Regions from separate parts of the Astyanax mexicanus genome. Here region 1 is linked to region 2. A link is a contact called in public Hi-C data. All regions are on one chromosome and are shown on one strand. The core of a region is the stretch at or near the end of the contact, and the rest is flanking DNA. Distances in the headings are between cores, read along the strand shown. Region 1 has its middle 33 kb from the start of ubtd1b. Region 2 holds the start of antxr1c (ANTXR cell adhesion molecule 1c).

Region 1 (3,702 bases), core at 411-2,910, 79 kb before region 2:
CCCTCCCATACAGACTACCCACTCAATTTACAGTAGTTTAGAGCCCACTCATTTGGTCTACAGCAGTTTAACTCCACCCATTTGATCTACCGCAGTTCAGCACCACCCATTCAGTCAACAGCATTTTAGCTCCTCCCATTTGGACTATAGTATCTTAGCCCCTCCCGTTCAGTCTACAGCATTTTAGCTTCACCCATTCAACCTATAGCAGTGTTTCCTCACGCTTCCATAATTTAGCCCCTCCTGTTTGGCCTACAGAAGTTTAGCTCCCACCAATCTTAAAGAACACTGCTGCTACTTACTAAAGGGACCTGCAGAAACCATGTGATGAATTTGCTGAGTCTTCTTGTTTGAAGTGTAATGTTGTGTCACCGAGAGCTCATCCCTTAACTTGGCAGTGTTTTGTTTCCGCCCATGGTTCTTCATCCCCTCGTCAGTGTGTGTGCATGTGTGTATGTGTGTGTGTGATGTGAACATGACAGGTCCAGAATGAGTGAATGTGAAACAGATTATAGCCCTCATTAAAACAAATCACTTGCCCTGATTTATTCCCTTTCCCTCAGTCAGAAACCACTCCACCCAGTGTGCTTCTTTCCATTCCTCCATTCTTCATCTGAGGAACCAAATCTAATGATGTTCTAATGACAGTAATACCCAGACTGGTAGTTCATGGTAATTATTGCTGTTATAGAGGCATATGGTTATGAATGGTAGGGAATAGTAGTGTGTGGTGATGTGTGATAGTGTATGTTAGTATATGGTAGTGAATGCTAATAAATGTTTCTGTATGGTATTGAATATGTTACTGAATGGTAGTTTATGGTAATAAATGGTTGTTTATGATGATGTAGGGTAGGTTATGGTAACGTATGGTGATGAGCTGTATGTTCATGAATGATAGTAAATGGTTGGTTATGGTGATGTGTGATAGTGTATGTTAGTATATGGTGGTGAATGGTAATAAATGCTAGTATCTGGTAGTAAATAGTAGTAAATGGTGGTGTATAGTGATGTATAGTGATATATGGTCATGAATGGTAGCATATGGTTAGGTATTGTAGTGTATGATAATATATGGTATAAAATGGTAGGGTAGGGTAATATGTGATAATGTATTCTAGTATATGGTGAGGATTAAATACTAGTGTATAGAAGTGAATGGTAGTAAATGATTTAGCATAGTGATGTCTGATAGTGTAAGTTAGTATATGGCGGTAAATGCTAGTGTATAGTGGTGAATGGTAGTAAATGGTGATGTATGGTGATATATGGTAGAGTGTGGTTTTAAATGATAGGGTATGATAGTGGTGAATGGTATTAAATACTAGTGTATAGTAGTGAATGATAGTAAATGGTAGGGTATAGTGATATACAGTAAAGTGGTAGTCTGGCATGTGGTCAGTAAATGGTTGTAGCGTGTAAGTGAGGATGGTGCAGTCAGTGGCAGGCCAGGGTAGCTAATAAAAAAGAAAAGAAAAAAGCTTCTCCAGGCCCTCCGGCTAAATTGCTGTTTCCTCTGTGGAAATTTTGACCGTCCTCTTCCCGCCCACGCTCCTCAGAAGCTCCTGCGCGTGTGTGTTCAGCTGCCGGCCTGAGCGTCTGCTTCTGCGTCTGTGTGGACACATGTAGGTGTCTGTGGGCCTGGATAGCAGGGGCAGGGTCAATCAACCGGTCAACTGCTGTCCAGCTTTACTTGCTACCGGTGCAGAGCTGCTGTCCTCCGTGGTCCGTCTCTGTCTCTGTTGTGTCTGGGCAGATTTAGGGGAAAAGGCCGGCCTTTCCAAGCATGAGAACGAAAAAAGGGTTTTGAGGTCACAGCTGCTGATGAGCAAAGTGCTGAGGAGATTGAGAAAGAGAGAGAGAGAGAGAAAGAGAGACAGAGGGAGAGAGAGACATAGATGTTCGAGTCTCACAGGTACAACAAGAGCCACAACCAGCCTCAACAGATAAAGACCTCCTCTTTCCTCATCCTCTCAGGAACCGGACAGTCACTCTGGACAGTCGGCTGTGTGGGCGAACAGGGATGAGGATGAGGAGGAAGTGGAAGTGGAAGGGGCTTTTTTTTTTGGGTTGAGCCTGGTGACCTATTGCTTACCTGTGGAGGAATACAGTTCGACATCATCTTAATTAATTAATTCAATACTGTTCTAGACCACAGGGCCACAGTATCAAGCACTAAGAACTAAGTACAACATCAGTATCGGCAGTCCCACAGCTCGTACTGACGGTACATATAGTAAACACGGCAGCATTTCCCACACACAGGCTGTGTTTACACTTCTCAATCAGCTTCTAGTTTCATTTTGTGTCATTCTGTTGTTTTCCCCTGATTCATATTGTGATTCATTTTTCTGTTTCTGGTTATTTTACTATTTGTGTCACTGTGCCTTTTAGACTGATTTACTGATACTGAATAAGGAAATTAAGACTGGTTTTATGGAAGGTGACACCAGTTTAACAGAATTTTAGACTAGTTTATTAATATAGTGACATATTTGATTTAATATGAAATTAGATTAATGGAATATGAGGCTAGTTTGATGAAATATTAGACTACTTTAACCCTTGTGTGGTGTTCGGGTCTGTGGAACCCGTTTTCATTTTTCATCAAATGATACTAAAAAAATATTTTTTCTAACTCAAACTCATTGGCATTGGCTCATTTTTTGTGAAAAGCATATATCAAAACACAACCATCTATATTACATACAGTATGTTTGGCCAAGGGCTAATAAACATTGCTTCATTTGTAAATTTGAAACTAAACAAATTTTCTACTCATATCTTGAGTTTAATTCATTTTCTTTTACATTTTATTAAAAAACTAATAAAAAAAAGAGAAGCACATTTTGAAAGAAATGTAACATAAGAAAGGTAAAGGGCAAATATTAACCATGTAAGCTGTTTATATTGCTTGCAATTTAGGTGAAGCAAGCATGTGTAAAGCATTTTAATGTAAAAAATGCAAGTAACAAAGTAAATGAGTAACAAAAATATGAACACCCCACAAGGGTTAATATATTCTTAAGCTAGTTTAATGAAATAAGAGACAAGATTGATAAAATGTGAAACTAGTTTATTAGAATATGAGGCTAGTTTAATGGAATATGAGGCTAATTTAATTTAATATAAGACCGGTTTAATAGATTATAAGGCTAGCTTAAAGGCACTTTATGGATTTTTTTTTTCAGTTAATCATTGCATTTCATGTTGTTTTAGAAGATTAAATGATTTATTACAGCTCGAATGAAGGTTCTCTCGACCGCTCACTCTTCTCCGTGACCATCAGCTCACAAGTCTTACGGCAAATTTTAGAGACACGCCCAGCAGAGAACAAGAGGCAGGCTAGCTGGTAGCTGCTGGAATGATGGGATATAAGACTAATTGCCTGAATTAACCATATAATAAGTGGGGAAGGTTAACCTACTGTAGGCACAGATGGAAATATATTATGATTTGTATATATATTTATTTATTTATTTGTATTTTCTTGTTTTTTTTTTTAGAGGAAGCTGACCTCCAGGCGGCACTGGTTCTGGTCAGAAATACAGGAATCTGGTTATGGTGGTTTACCATACTCAGCCAAAGTGAGGTCATGAAGTTCCTTATGCTCTTGCTCACCCACTTTATCGGCCTACAGCTTCAGCAGTGGCGGCCTGTGAACACGCTAACACACATTCCTCTGCCAGCTGAAGCTTAGAG
Region 2 (3,434 bases), core at 269-2,768:
ATTTACTGATGATCAGTGATGGTTTGGAGAGACACGTCATCTGCTGTTGTTGGTCCACTGTGTTTGGTGATGTAAGGATTGGATGGAGCTGCTCGGCCATGGAAACCCATTCCATAAGTCTCTCTACTCTCTAATCTCATTGATCTAATCTGAAGCTACATGCTCCTCAGCATCCCAGTTGCTTCCTCTTTAATATAATATCACTGACAGTTGACTGTGGAATATTTAGTAGTGGGGAAATTTTACTACTGGTCTTGTAGGGTCTTTATCCTGCCAGCGACTCATTGTTTATTGCAATGATTATTAAAACTAATAGGACAGACTTTTCACATGGACTAGTATTGTGTTTAGTGACTTTTGACATGTCCCTGAGTGATGTGAGGACTCCTGCACCTTGGAAGTGACATCATTGGGTGCATCACTGGGTGCTAAACTGGTCAGGAGGTGAAGACAAATAATGTGAAGTCAATAATGTGTGATCAGTCAAGTGTTGTTTTGTTTTAAAATACAAATTTTAAAGTAAAATACACCCCCACTTCTAAAAGAAGACCCCTGGAAAGACTGCTTTTAATAAAGAACCCATGGAGAATGAAGCCCCACCCCTTGTTTTAAGGAGGTCCAACATGCAGCACAGCTGTGAAAGTGAGGATGGAGCAGTTTGGCAGGGGATGGGCCCTTTAATATCAAACAGACCCCGGTAACAGTAGAGTTCTAAACCAGTACAGAACCAGAGAGAGAGAGAGAGAGAGAGAGAGAGAGAGAGAGAGAGAGAGAGAGAGAGAGAGAGAGAGAGAGAGAGAGAGAGAGAGAGAGAGAGAGAGAGAGAGAGAGAGAGAGAGAGAGAGAGAGATTGTGAGAGAAAGAGAAAGAAGAAAGAAAGAGAGAGGGGTATATAAAGAGGCAGTAAGAGAGGTGTGGGTATAAACAGTGTTCTAGGTGAAGTTCTAGATGGTTCTACTCACTTATCTAGAACGAAGTACAGATCGAAGGCACCCTGGCACGATCTCTGATCCTCCTCCTCGTGCGCCTCCGCCGCTGTCTCCGAGAACGCGCACAGAACCAAACATCCCGAGAGCGCGAGGAACAGCAGAGCCCCCTTCCCAAAACTCGCCATCCTCAGTCCTCACTCACAGAACCCAACAGGACACAATACACCCCAGCAGAACCCAATAGAGACGTGTAGAACCGCGCAGAAGCCAACAGAACCCAACAGAACGCGCATCAGAACCACCAGAGCCCGTTCACAGCATTATCCGCAGCGCGCGCTGGACTCCAGGGCGCATTAACACAAAGAGCAGCTCGGCCGGACTTCTCTTTGGGTCTTTTTTGGACCCGTGTTCGCGCGCGATCCTCCAGTCTCGGGGCAGCCTGTCTGAATCCAGTTCAGATTTAGTCCAAAAACCAGTAAGACGCGCCGCGTGAGAGCTGGCTGGACTGGGAGAGCTAGCGCGAGCCGGAGGTCTGCAGCCTGCTGTGGAGGAGACTGTGTGTGTGTGTGTGTGTGTGTGTGTGGACAGGCCGGGTGTCAGATTTCTGCCCATCTCAGTAAAGTGTGTGTGTGTGTGTGTGTGTGCGTGTGTGTGTGTAAATCGTCATTGGTTGGGGAGGAGGAGGTTAAGGGGTCAGTGTAATGTTTAGCAGTTTAATTTTCTGACTGTATCAAGCTAAATTCATAATTAATTATTTTTTCCATTCAGAATAAGAAAAATTAAATGGTTTTTCATTCATTTTTAATTATTTAGTTTTCCATTTCAGCCTTTAGCAAACAGAATTTCAAGAAAAAAATCAAGAGAAGTTGAATCTCTCGATTTTCTGATTTGTCATTTTTTGTGTCTTGTAACACAAATTTGATGAGATAATTCAACTTGCAAAATTAAAAAATAATAATTTTTTTTTCTAAAATTCTAAAAATGTGGGAGATTTTCTAAGGGGCAGAGATGAAAAAACAAAACTTGGAAACATGTTTTAAAACTTATTTATTGTACACTGCACTACGTTAAAAAAATGTAAAAAAAAAAAAAAAAAATTTCACATCCAGTTTTCTAATTTTGTATTTAGGGAATTTAAATGAATAAAAGTTACACTGACCTTAAAGGATAAGTTGGTGTTTTCATCCACCTAAACATGATCAAATATTACAAATATTATATATACACTGCAGACATGCGTCTCCTTTAACATATTTATCCATCCAGACATTCCATCTTCATTACTGAGAGATAAAGATACAGTGGTGCTTGAAAGGTTGTTAACCTATAAATTTGACCTAAAGGTAGATTAAGAAAACCCAGTTAAACAAACAAGACAAAAATATTATGTTTGGTCAATTATGTATTGTGAAAAATTACCCAATTTTTCAATATTACATATTTCTGAGTGGCAAAGGTATGTGAATCTTCGCTCTCAGTATCTGCTGTGATTTTACCCTTCTTTGCAGCAATAACTGTAACTAAATATTTCAGGTAACTGTAGATCAGTGTATCACAATTTCTGCTTAATTTACTGATTGGGATTTTGTGTGAAACTGTGCTTCACTGCAGAGCAACCTATTGATTCAGATACCAGCATTGTCAATCATGTATTGTAATCAATATCAATACCAATCCTTTATATCTTGTGGTCAATTGCAATGCCAATACTGGCAATACTGATCCTAATACTTAATATCTTGTCACCAATACCGATACCAACCCATAAAAGCTTTAATATCAATGTTGTCCATGGTCAATACTGATATAGCAATCCTTAATATTGTGCGAGCATTACCAATACCAATATCATACCGATACCAATCTTTAATATCCTGTGCTCAATACAGATACCAATCCTTAATATATTATGATCAGTAGCAATATTGTCCCTACTGATATCAATCTTTAATATACTGGTCATCACTGATAATCTCAGGTACTGATATACCTGATCAAAGTGTCTGCTAAATGCAATGCAATCTAATGTAATGAAAACAATCCTTAATATCCTGTGATCAGTACTTATAGCAGGCACAGCTTTGAATTGCTCTGTAGGATTATATATGTGTAGATTGTGATGTGAGTGTAGGACTACCTTAGGTAAAGTTGTAGATCATACAATATAATTAACTGCCTGGTCTCTGTGTTGTAGGCTGTAAGAACAAGCATCATTTTCTTAACTACAGTAACTCTGTGTTGGCTGTGCTCTCAATACTGTTCACTCTATAGCATTTTCTTTTTAGCTACTTTTCTATCAGTATTTAAATAATAAAATACTTGAATAAAATCAAAGAGAAGACTAAATACAAGTCTACTTATTCAAAGTAAAAGTATTATGCAAAGCAATTGATGTAACAAAAAATAATATAGTATCACGTATTTTGTTGGCGGAAATTATATGGATTATGTAATTTTTACTAAAACTAAAATAGTATACAGTATTTAAGACAAATTACTGTCAAT

What was found. A called contact is a pair of places that touch in the nucleus more often than the background predicts.
Region 1: a contact with region 2 is called in a Hi-C map of muscle, with 16 times the contacts expected there. The contact joins the enhancer-like site here to the promoter of antxr1c in region 2. A contact is called at or near these places in 2 of 3 Hi-C or Micro-C datasets (both in muscle).

Annotation. Positions count from the first base shown.
Region 1 is chr15:9,068,134-9,071,835 of AstMex3_surface, reverse strand. No RefSeq gene overlaps it. Among protein-coding and RNA genes, the nearest start is that of ubtd1b, 33 kb to the left of the region's middle. Within about 2 kb of position 1,660, the one cell type or tissue checked has an H3K27ac peak away from gene starts, as active enhancers do.
Region 2 is chr15:8,989,004-8,992,437 of AstMex3_surface, reverse strand. antxr1c (ANTXR cell adhesion molecule 1c) reads right to left here and starts at 1,518. Exons shown (of 18, transcript XM_022669309.2): 1 at 963-1,518. The coding sequence starts at 1,114.